Regions from separate parts of the Sus scrofa genome. Here all the other regions are linked to region 3. Evidence: chromatin contacts called from public HiChIP or PLAC-seq data. All regions are on one chromosome and are shown on one strand. The core of a region is the stretch at or near the end of the contact, and the rest is flanking DNA. Distances in the headings are between cores, read along the strand shown.

The links. HiChIP or PLAC-seq counts read pairs in DNA pulled down with a chosen protein or histone mark.
Region 1: a contact with region 3 is called in an H3K27ac HiChIP or PLAC-seq map of alveolar macrophages. The contact joins the promoter of ATP6V0E1 here to the promoter of SH3PXD2B in region 3. A contact is called at or near these places in 2 of 5 promoter capture datasets (fetal liver and fetal skeletal muscle) and 1 of 2 datasets of contacts at active chromatin or transcription factors (alveolar macrophages).
Region 2: a contact with region 3 is called in an H3K27ac HiChIP or PLAC-seq map of alveolar macrophages, with 7 times the contacts expected there. The contact joins the enhancer-like site here to the promoter of SH3PXD2B in region 3. A contact is called at or near these places in 1 of 5 promoter capture datasets (liver), 4 of 47 Hi-C or Micro-C datasets (alveolar macrophages, heart right ventricle, mesenteric adipose tissue and 1 more) and 1 of 2 datasets of contacts at active chromatin or transcription factors (alveolar macrophages).
Region 4: a contact with region 3 is called in an H3K27ac HiChIP or PLAC-seq map of alveolar macrophages. The contact joins the promoter of DUSP1 here to the promoter of SH3PXD2B in region 3. A contact is called at or near these places in 2 of 47 Hi-C or Micro-C datasets (embryonic fibroblasts and liver) and 1 of 2 datasets of contacts at active chromatin or transcription factors (alveolar macrophages).

The regions. Positions count from the first base shown.
Region 1 is chr16:51,259,143-51,262,145 of Sscrofa11.1, reverse strand. It overlaps ATP6V0E1 (ATPase H+ transporting V0 subunit e1), which reads left to right and starts at 1,475. Exons shown (of 3, transcript NM_001044579.1): 1 at 1,475-1,644. The coding sequence starts at 1,541.
Region 2 is chr16:51,299,983-51,302,698 of Sscrofa11.1, reverse strand. ERGIC1 (endoplasmic reticulum-Golgi intermediate compartment protein 1) reads left to right here. Exons shown (of 10, transcript XM_003134052.6): 8 at 1,263-1,363. Among named protein-coding and RNA genes, the nearest start is that of RPL26L1, 25 kb to the right of the region's middle. Within about 2 kb of position 1,423, at least 28 of the 83 cell types and tissues checked have an H3K27ac peak or open chromatin away from gene starts, as enhancers often do. A contact at or near this core is called in alveolar macrophages, liver and skeletal muscle, where this site is marked.
Region 3 is chr16:51,731,884-51,734,583 of Sscrofa11.1, reverse strand. It overlaps SH3PXD2B (SH3 and PX domain-containing protein 2B), which reads right to left and starts at 1,414. Exons shown (of 14, transcript XM_021077089.1): 1 at 1,199-1,414. The coding sequence starts at 1,273.
Region 4 is chr16:51,456,989-51,459,772 of Sscrofa11.1, reverse strand. It overlaps DUSP1 (dual specificity phosphatase 1), which reads right to left and starts at 1,511. Exons shown (of 5, transcript NM_001256075.1): 1 at 1,145-1,511; 2 at 723-868; 3 at 162-381. The coding sequence starts at 1,511. LOC102166710 (a long non-coding RNA gene) reads left to right here and starts at 1,891. Exons shown (of 5, transcript XR_001304774.2): 1 at 1,891-2,421.

The DNA of each region.
Region 1 (3,003 bases), core at 226-2,725, 470 kb after region 3:
AGAGTTTTTTTTTTTTAAAAAAAGGAAATTGAAAGAAAATAGGAGCAAACTTTTTTCTCTGATAGAGATCAGGGTGATCTCACCCTTTCTTAACTATTCAGATAAGTTGTACAAGTGTTTATTAAGCACCTTCCATGTATAAAGTGCTCCTAGGGGGCAAAGATCAGTTTAACACGCTCATTCTCAAGCACTCTATCCTCTAGTAGAGGGTTGGCTTGATTATGCACACACAGAAGTACAAGGCCACAAGACATGCATTAATGCAATGAAATAGGTCTTGGAGAGCGTGGTACTTGGACTGGAACTTAAGGACAATAGAATTTTTGCCGCAACTGAGCTGCTGGGGGAGCAATATGAGCACAAAGGAGACCAACTAGTTTCCTACCTTGTCCTTCAGGTGAAGGCTGGGCATCATATTTGAAGAGTTGGTACAGATGTTAAAGATCATTGGTCCAACTTCTCATTTAATACAGGGTCCATTCTAGTTGAATGAAGAAAGAAATCAGGAGGTAATTCGAGGTGAAGAAAGGTGACTACTGCAGAAAAACCATGGTCCAGGGTAAAGTACGTTGGATTGGTTTATGGATTTGCTTTCCATCTTGCTTCTGTCTGAGAGCTCTTCCAGAAAGGGGTTCTTTCACTGTTCCAAGGTTGTCACATACATACTACAGTGAACGTATGTGAAGCTTGGCGTGCATTAGAAAGTCCACGTTACCTTCTCCTCAATATTCTGGCTTTAATTCCTACTCCCTTTTCAAGGCTCTGCTCAGAACTGGCTGCGGTGGACAGTCATGCTCTTTGGTTCCCTCTATCTTGACACTGCACTGAGTGACCTGCTCACAAGTCCTTCTCCTCACCAGTTCATGAATTCCTAGAGCGGGTGGTGGTGTCTGATTTCTGTAACCCCAAAACCTGGCTCAGTGCACAAGTCTAACAGTAGGTCAGTAGCTAAGAGCGCTGGCCTTGAAAATCACATCATCAAAGGTTGAATCTTGGCTCTGCCACTTACTAGGTACCAGACTCTGGGCAAAAATTGTAACCTGCTCCCTGGACCTCAGTTTCTTTAGGTGCAAAGTGGGTACAGTAATTAAAACTACTTCATAGGCTGTAGTGAGGTGTTCGAAAAGAACTCAAGCACTTAACTCATATACCAGTGCCTGGCACACAGGAATTCTGAACAGAAAATTACTATGAAGTTTTCTACACGTTTGTTGCATAAGAAGCTAAAGCTGTAAATAACTACATGTATTTCTTAAAAGGGCCACGTTCTTGCCCGGAAACTGCTAAGCCCTTGGTGACTTGACACTTACCTCTGGGGCTACAGAGCGAGCGCCTTCTGTCAACAGGCAGTAAGCTCCGAGACCCTCCGGGAGAGGGCGGGGCTCTATAGCCCGGCCCCAGAGGGGCGGGCCCGGCGCGCGGTCACGTGAGGCGCAGGAGGCGGGTCTTTGCGCCCGCCGATCACGCGGTCTGTGTTGACACTTCCGGGTGGCACCTAAGTGAGGCGGCGGGGCAGGGGCTGGCAGCTCCGACGGCAACCATGGCGTATACCGGCCTCACGGTGCCTCTCATCGTGATGAGCGTGTTCTGGGGCTTCGTCGGCTTCCTGGTTCCCTGGTTCATCCCTAAGGGTCCCAACCGGGGGTAAGTGCGCCAGGCCTGCCTGGGGTGGGACGCGCGGTGAGGACCGGCCGGGCCGGGCGGGGGAGAGGGCGACCCTGCACTGGTCAGAGACCTTCCCCGGGTAGTCCTGCAGTCCAGAGTCAGGCCCCGAGCCGCGTGCAGCCCCGCAGTTTCCTTATCTCAGCAGCCTCCATGTCTCCCGGCCCGAGCGTGAGGAGTTTGACCTCCGCCAGACCCTCGAGAAGGAGTTTTAGGGGAATTTTTTCTCACCACGTCCCTCTGTAGGACGGTACAGTCGGAAATGGGTTTATATCGATTCAAAAGAGAAGTTGCGGTTCGTCCCTAGACGACTATTGCCTCTTTAGCCCTGCCGTCCACCCAAATGAGGCCTCGTTTGCCTAATCTTTGAAGGAACGGATCAAATAAATAAAACAGAAATGGCCCTCTCTGCCTCGCAGCCTCTCGCAGTTGCACAGGACAAGCTTGTGCAATGACATTGAGCCCAGGCCTTGCATCTAGTGGGCGCCAGGAGGTAGCTGGGGCCTGATCTAAAGCGAGATTAATTACCGAAGAGCTGGAGGTATTGTTTAGAAACCCCTGCGTCATACCTTTTGGAGGGCGCTGGTATGTGAGTGTAACAAGCTCTTAGAAGCTTAAGAGATCCTTAAGAAAGGCTTTTAAGGAGACTTTTTTCCCAGACTTCTTTGTTAGATAGAGATTTATCTGTTTGGTAAGTAAACTTTTTAAAAATTGTGGTGTGAAGCAGAGTGTTCTCAAAGGAACTCTGAAACACCCTCTTTCTGGTTCCTCTTTTGCCTTTTAGTCATTTTCTTCTCACTGTAAGATCATGTGGGGTGAAACTTAGATTGAATTCACAGTTTGGGGGAGCACCATCTCTTGTTTTATTCTTTGAAACTAATTGGTGGCTTCATAGTGTTTTGCATGTATAGTGGACATTCAATAAATTCTTATTTTTTAGTTTTTTTATTTTAGGGCCGCACCCACAGCATATGGAGGTTCCCAGGCTAGGGGTCTAATTGGAGCTGTAGTTGCTGGCCTACGCTACAGGACAGTAATAACAGATTCAAGCCGCATCTGCAACCTACACCACAGCTTAGTGCAACGCCAGATCTTTAACCCACTGAGTGAGGCCAGAGATCAAACCTGCGTCCTCATGGATGCTAGTCAGATTGTTTCTGCTGAGCCATGGTGGGTACTCCCATTCAAAAATATTTGTTGAGTGGATAATTCTATTTCCTTTATTAAAGAAAAGCAAATATATTTTGTGACCTGATTCTCCTTTGCTCTCTGGAATAAACTTGTGTTAGACCTGTTACTTCTCTCTAGCTTACAAGTAAATCAGAATTTGTTTTGATTAAA
Region 2 (2,716 bases), core at 174-2,673, 430 kb after region 3:
CAGGGTCCTTGAGCTGCCCCTCACAGCCCAGAAGCCCAAGGGAATATCACCTTTCCCAGGATGCTGTTTCGCGGCTCTGGGGCAGCGTTCTATCAGCCCGGTGTCTGATTCCGGTTACTTCATGCTTATCAGAAGCTGATTCATCTGTTCTCCCATTCATGTCTCTGACCAGTCATCCATCTCTCCATTCATTCATTCAATAAGCATTTGCCACTGTCCACTCTGTACCAGGCCCTGCGCAGGGTTCTGGGGACAGAAAGATGAGTAAGGCTGAGTCCCCCACCCCACCCCGCCCCCTGCAGCCTCCCTCATCCAGCAGGGATGGGGTAAGAGTTACAGAGTAATCCCACAGGACCAGTTCAGGGGACAACTGACCTCCCATTAATTGAAAATGAGAAAATGAGGGAAGAAATTAATCAGTTCTTTATCGATGCAGTTTTTCTTTTTCTTTTTTTTTGGTTGGATGGTTGGTTGGTTGGGTTTTTTTGCTTTTTAGGGCTGCACCTGTGCCATATGGAGGTTCCCAGGCTAGGGGTCCAGTTAGAGCTGCAGCTGCCGGCGTATGCCAGAGCCACAGCAATATGGGATCTGAGCCACATCTGTGACCTACACCACAGGCAGCGCCGGATCCTTAACCCATTGATCAAGGCCAGAAATCAAACCTGCAACCTCATGGTTCCTAGTCGGGTTCGTAACCGCTGAGCCACAATAGGAGCTCCCCGGTTTTTCATCTTTAAAACTTGAACCCAGTTTGTTTCGAAAGTAACAGAATTCAAACAGGATAAGAAGGTGCATGAAGAAATATGACATTTATCAAATCCCACGTTCCCTCCCAGATGCTAAAACTGCTAATAGTTTCTTGGGTATCTTTGCAGAAAATTCTTCTGTGTATTCACGCATGTAAAGGAGTGAGTCTTCCCTGCTCCTAATCCAGGGAATCACATTATTCACCCTGGTCTGTAACTTAATTCTTTTCACCAAACAAGTGGTTTCTTCCAGCAGCCCCTCCTCAGCACTTGCCCTATTGATGGACATTTAGGTCGTTTCTAGAATTTAATATTCTATACAGTGCAGGAGTAAAGATACTGACAGATGGAGTCTTTCAAAAAGAAGAGGGGTGGTTTGGTGGCAAAATTATGCAGGCTGAGTCCCTCCCACCCCGTGGCAATGCCAAGCACGTCTAGGGTTGAACTGACGTAGAAAGAGCTGCCAGCCAGGCAGTGCCCACCCCCGTGCTTCATGCTGCTGTGTCCTTCCCTCAGCTCTCGCCTCCCACGACTACATCCTGAAGATCGTGCCCACGGTTTACGAGGACAAGAGTGGCAAGCAACGGTACTCTTACCAATACACGGTGGCCAACAAGGTATGCGGGTGGCAGCTGAGCCCAGCTGCGTGCAATCACGCCCTCTGCTGGCCAAGATCAGAGATGACAAGTGTCTGGCTTGATTTCCTGTGATTTCCCTTTAAGGGACTTTTCCTGGGTGATCTGCCTGGGTAAAGATGGGAGGCCAGTCTCAGAGTTAAGGGGAAGAAATCTAACTGCAAGATAGGGTGTGACATGTTTGAGAAAGAGCAGGCGGGTGGCCTGCCCCAAAGGTCCAGGTGTTGCAAACACCTCCTCGGCCCTACATCTGACCCCAGTCCTCCACACGCAAGACCCTGATTGATTAGCACACAGCAGATGCTCCAGCTCTTGAGGCAACAAGCTCTTTATCCAAAATTGTGAGATTCTCAAATTACACCAGATGGCCGTTTGTAAACAGGTATGTCCCAGGACCCCAACACTCAGTGTCATGGAGAAGCAGACAGGCCTTGGTAGGAAGTAAAGCATAATCGGAGCCAGCAGATTGGGGTGATAGACAGTGGTTTGAAGCTTATCAGTTGAGACACCCCCACGAGGCTGTCTACACCAGGACTCTCATTTTTTATCCTGTCCCAGGACTGCCCAAGTCCATTGTAAGCAATATATTGTTTGACTCTAATAATAATAGTAAGAGTAGAAGCTATCGCTAATGGACTGCTTTGCTGGACATTGTGCTAAGCTCTCTAGGTCCCCATCTTTTTCAGTCATCATGGCAGTTCTGATATTGGGACTGTTACTGCCCCCATTATACGGATTTGGCCACTGAGGCACTGAGAGGTGGCCCCGGAGCTATAAAGTGGCCGGGTGGGGATTGGAACCAGCTTCCCGTCCCGTTCCAGAACCTGGGCTCTTGATCACATCAGCTGCTCAGTCTGAACACAGGGCCTCTGAGTCTGCCAGGCTGGGAGCCCCTTTCTCTCAGGTGACTTGGCACCGTTGTGCTCTGATCCACCTGAGGTTTTGCTTAACAATCCAGGGGAAGTCCTCTTTCTTTTATTCACCATTTCTTGGGGGGCATCTCACTGGACCCCTCAAGTGCTGACAGCAACGAACAGATGTGAGAAGGCAGGTGCAGTCTGAGCAGAAAGAGCGTGGGGCTGTGGAACAAAGTTCTGATTCAAACCCACTCAGTCACTTACCAGCTATGGGACCCGGGACAGGTCACAGAACTGTGCCTCAGTTTACTTGTGCATAAAATGGGGATGGTGCCACCTCCTAAGAGCGCTGTCAAATAAGGCAGTGTCTTTAAAACCACCCACCCCGCAAAGAAGGCTTTGGGTCAATGGTACCTACTGCTGATGCTCCTTTTTATTATTTTTCTCTGTCCCTCAGCTCTGGGCTGTGACCCAGACA
Region 3 (2,700 bases), core at 165-2,664:
AGACGGTTCATGGAGAGCTTGTAGATCTGCTTTATAAGAAGCAGCCTCTTAAGAAAAGAGATCCAAAGACGACTTACTGGGAGGTCAAGGCGCTGAATGTAGCCAGCCAACGCCCCTTGCTCTTTATTGTTCTATACTTCTTTGTTAGGATTTTTTTTTCCCTCCCTCTTGCTCTTTTTTCCTTCCTGCTTAACTTCTCTGCAGCTAGGCGCTGCCACTGCCCCCTTCTCACCACCAGAGACACCACAGCCCTCTTCCCTCCTCCAGAGAGGCCTCCCCAAGGCCTCCCCTGGGTCCACCAACCCACAGACCCATTATCCCTCCACCTAGAAGCTCGGGCCCCTGAGAGGCCCCCTGAACCCACAGATTCAGCTTCAAGACGCCGTGGAAACCATTTCTCATCTAGGGGATCACCACCTGCCCCAGGCACACGTTCCAGAGGCAGGGAACACCGAATGCCTTGTTCCAGAACCCGAAGTCTCCTGGAGCCTCAGCTTTCCCATCCGCAAAACGATGCTACCCGCCCATTTTCTCAAGTCGTCGCCAGCACTAAACACGATTCCTATTTTGCCAGGGAACTACCAGGAGAAAACTTTAATACATTTTAAAACAGAAGTTACTGGAGAGAAGGAGCAGAGACTGGTTTTGTTTTCCGGGGTTTTTTGTGCACCTTTTCATGCTGCAGGCACTCAAAGCATCCATTCGCAGAGACCTTCACCGCTCGGCCTGGCCCCTCCGAAAGGGGGGAACCAACTTGGCGATCCCTGGTGGGGCTACCTGTGGCTGGGCACTGCGGGTCTGAGCGCCTCCGGACAAGGAGGGACAGGGCGGGCGGCCTGGGAACTGGCGCCTCTCTCTCTTTCTGTCTGTTTCCTACACCGGCTGGGGCCAGACTTGGGAAGGGCAGGACGGGAGTAGGGGACACAGGGAGCAAGGGGAAGGGGCGGCAAAGAGGCGAGGTGGGGGCGAGGCGGGAGGAGCGGGTGGAAGAGCGGAACAGGGCAAAAGAGAGGAGGGGAGGGGGAGAGAGGGAGGAGCCGGGAAAGACCCGGGCAGCTCAGCAGCAGGGCCGAGGCGGGGAGAGAAGGGGAGGTGGGGGAGAAAGAGCAGGAGGCAGAAGTTTTCAGAGCCGGGGGGCTCTCGGTTGCCCCCAGCAGGGCACCGGCTCGAGGGGGCGTGGGGGCCGCGCGATACTCACATAATGCTTGTTGGGCACCCGCCGCTTCTGCACGTCCAGTACCTTCACCTCCACGATGCTGCGCCGCGGCGGCATGGCCGCTCCTCTGCGGGGCCGAGCGCGAGGGCTGGAGGCGCGGGATGCAGGGGGCGCGCTGACGCGGACCGGGAGCCGGGGGCCGAGCGCGATCCAGAACCCGGGCCGAGCACGAGCCGCTGCAGCCGCCGCCGCCCTTCGCTCCGCGCGCCCTCCGGCCCGGCCGCCGCCGCCGCCGCCCGCCTCCGGCCCGCCCCCGGCCCGCCCCCCGCGCCGCCGGCCCGCCCCCCTTAAAGGGCCGGTCCCAACTCCCGCCTCCCGGCGCGCGGACCTGACTGGCCCACGTCCGGCCTCCGCAGGGCCTTTGTCCCAGCGGCGAGCCCCCGCGGCCAGGAGAGGGGACAGGCGGGCATCCGCCGTGCGAGCACTGATGGCCTGGTGGGTTCATTCCCGCACTCTCTTTCTGATAGTCGCGGTCGGGCGCTGGATTTGACGGCCAAACTCCTGGGTTCAAAGTCCAACTCTGCCGCTATTCAACTCTGTGACCTTGGGCAAGTGGCTTAACCTCTCTGAGCTCAGTTTGTTCATCTATAAAATGGGCCTAGTGCTGACGCCTACCAACCGGGGCTGTCCTCAGGATTAAGTGCCTGTGAGGTCAGAGCCACTATAAATGTTGTCATTTGTAAACTCAGCCTCAAGCCATGGGGATTCCGGGAGGTGCAAGAGGCCAGCAGCTTCTCCTCCTAGGCTTACAGTCTGAGAGATGGGGAGAGGGGGAGAAAAACAAACAAACAAACAAAAAAAAAACCCCAACAAATGCAAGTACAATACAATGACAATAGCAGCAAAACAGGGTGAGAGGGTGGTGAATGGGTGAAGGGCAGTGGATGCCTGTTCACAAGGCCATTGACTCCCAAACGTGAAGCACTTACTCCCTGCCTGGTGCAGTGCCTCTTGCTTTGGGGGACATGGTCTCTGAATTGTCAGGACAGCTGTGGGGAGAAGAGGGGGTTGCAGACCCATATTACAGAGGAGGTGTCTGAGAGTAGCCCCCAGAGTCACAGAGCTGGTGTCGGGACCCCATCTGTGTCTGGCTCTAGGCATATTTCACAAGTTAAAGCAGAGGGTGGCTTGGGCTGCTCCACATTTCTTCATCCAGCGCCTCCGAGGCCTGGCTTGGCACTGAGTCATTTTCAGGAGATGCTGGCTGAACAAATGTCTGAATGAATGTACGCATAATGCATGGATAGGAGGTTTAGGCCCCCGGCCAATGTTTTACACGAGTAAGCAGGGCTCCTTCCAGCAAACCACACAGCTCCCCTCCAGGCCTGAAGGAGCCCAGAGCTTCTTCGCATCCTAAATCCAGGGTGAGCCTTTGAAAGAGGGTGGTGGTGGTGGTGATCCAGGCAGGATGCGTGTCAGCAGCTCTGGCCAAGCCACTGGAGAGTCTGGTGCCAGTTCATTTTGACTCCGCCCAACTCCTTGCC
Region 4 (2,784 bases), core at 262-2,761, 270 kb after region 3:
ATCAAATCTATGCTTCATAGGGATGCCACCCACACCTGACTGAGAGTAATGTCTACAGCTTAAAAGAATGTCCCTCAAGTTCTTGCTGTAGAGTTTAGGCTCGGTGGCTCAAACTAAAACAGGGAGGCACAGGTCCCAGGCATCTTGTTCCACTTATTTACCGATGAAATCGATTGCCTCATTGAACCAGGAGCTGATGTCCGCCTTGTGGTTGTCCTCAACGGGGATGCTCTTGTACTGGTAGTGACCCTCAAAATGGTTGGGACAGTTGGCCGAGACGTTGATCAAGGCAGTGATACCCAAGGCATCCAGCATGTCCTTGCGAGAAGCATGGTAGGCACTCCCCAGGTAGAGAAAGGGTAGGATCTCCACTGGGCCACCCTGAAATCCAGAAACATCCAACACTTGTCAAGCCTTGTTCAATGGCAATGCTCATGCCCACACCCACAAAAACTCCCTGAACAAGTCAGTTTCAATACTGGGTGACCTTCGCAGCATCTTGCTGGTATAGAAAATAGGGGACTAAGCCCAGTTGCTTGGGCAGGGCCAACAAAGTTCACTTCTGTAGTGCCAACAATTAGAGACTCAGCTCCATCATACCACTTAACCACGGGATAAATATCCCCGTGTCCCCCGTTATAAATAAAGCTGCATGTCACTTTCTATATTCTCCTACATTTACCAGCTGTTCCTTCTCCCCTCTGGTAAGGCCCCCTACTAACCTGATCGTAGAGTGGAGTGCTGCAAGAACTGCACCCTGATTCGGTGCTGTCAGGGACGCTAGTACTCAGGGGAAGGCTGAGCCCCATGGGGGTCGACTGTTTGCTGCAGAGCTCCGGGCAGGAAACAGAAAAAGCTTCATATCCTCCTGGGAATACAAAGAGACATTTTTTTTCCCATTAGTACCGCCGACACAGGGCACCCTTCAAACAACTCCGCTATCCAACGGGACTGGAAGTTTACCCCGGAGAGGCCCAGGCGAGTCTTTGTTCACAGACCAAACAAAGCCAACAAGTCCCCAGAATGCGGATCGAGCGCCCAGGCGCTCCAGGTGGGGCAGTCCCCTAGATGCTGAGAGCCGGGGGTCCCCGGGCTAGGCGACAGGGGGCGTGCGGCCCGCCCCTGAGCGTCCCCGAGGGCGTACCTTTGAGCAAGAAGATTTGCGCGCCGCGCGCCTCGCGGCAGAGCGCTCCGGCGGCCAGAGCCAGGGTGCCGTCGCGTTTGGCGCACTCCAAGGCAGCGCTGCGCTCGTCCAGCAGCACCACGGCGTGGTAGGCGCCGGCCAGCAGGCGGCCGCGCAGCTCCGCGTTGGGCACGATGTGCTCCAGGCCCATGGCGCCCTTGGCCCGGCGCCGCACGATGGTACTGAAGCGCACGTTGACGGAGCCGGCGATGTGGCCGGCGTTGAAAGCGAAGAAGGAGCGACAGTCCAACAGCAGACACTGCGCCGCGCGCTCCCGCAGCAGCGTCCTCAGGCCTCCGGCGTCCAGGGATCCCACTTCCATGACCATGGCCGGCCCCAGCGCCCCCAGCGTGAAGTCTTCTTGTGCTCTTTGTCCTCGGAAGCCAAGGGGAGGGCGACGGCTTTCGAGGAAAAGCCTGACCCTCGTTTTCTTTAAGCCAAACTCCAAACTGCCTCTGGGCTGAGCGAAGGGTCTTCGTGCGGGTCTCTCGACCGCCTCGGGTTCCTTACTGCTCCCCTGCCTGCCCCTCCAACCCGCGTAGAACCTACAACCCCAACGTCCTTCACGGCGAGTCAGACCCGCGGGAAGCGCGCTTATATGTGGCCTCTCGGCGGGCGGGGCGGGGAGGGGCGCGCGGAGGCGCGCGCGCGCGCGCGCGCGCAAGGGGAGGGGGTTGTTTGTTTGAATGACGGTCACGTGACCGGTGTGGTGACGTCACCCGCCCTGCCGGGCTTGGCGCCGGCCGAGCCAAAGGGGAAGACGTCATCGGCCTCTGAGTGGGGTCCGCTGGCTGCGCTCTGGCTCGGGTCCCATCCCCCGCCGGGCCGTCCGGCCTGCGCCTGGCGCGTCCCCGGGGAGCTGGCCCGAGCTACTCTCCGGGACCGGCAGGGAGGAGAGAGGAAGGGCGCGCGAGCAGCTGAAGGCTGACCTCGGTGTTGAGAGCGGCTGGGAGATCAGGCCGCATGCCACCGGCCTCCGCCTCCCTTCCCCCCGCCCTGTGCCCCTTCCCCGCGCCCCCTCCGCCGCAGAGCAGAACGGAAAGGGGTTTCCTGCGTTTTTGCAGAGATGTGGGCCCCTTTCTCTCATTTCCTCATCCCCAACAGGCGAGGAAACAGGTTCTCAAGGAGAGGCTATTTACTTGCCCAGCATCACGCTGCTGGGGGTCGAGGGACAGAGAGGAGCCTGAAATGAAGGTTGGAGGAAAATTAACGAGTTTGTCCAGCCAAGAACAACCGGGGTGAGTTGGGGTGGAGGTGTTCAGGGAAATATTTTCCTACTCCCCAGACTACTCTCCTGTTACTTAAAAATAAAATGTACATTTAACAAGTAAAATGCCTTCCAGTCAAACCCAAGAGGAAAAAGGTCTTTCTCAGTCATGTGCTTGCCCAGACCATTGTGAACTAAGAAAGGTTAGAAGATTTCAGAGGGCTGAAATCCTGGTCGGGGGGGTCGTAAAGTCAGGTCGAGGACTGCGGGGTTCCGTGTTAAGGGAGGCGGACCCCCCCCCCAGCGCGGCTCGACAGCGCCCTCCCGAGGCCGCCAGACATGTTTTGGGTCACGTTTACTTAAAGACAGTTGTAGCCACTCCATCTCTTTATTC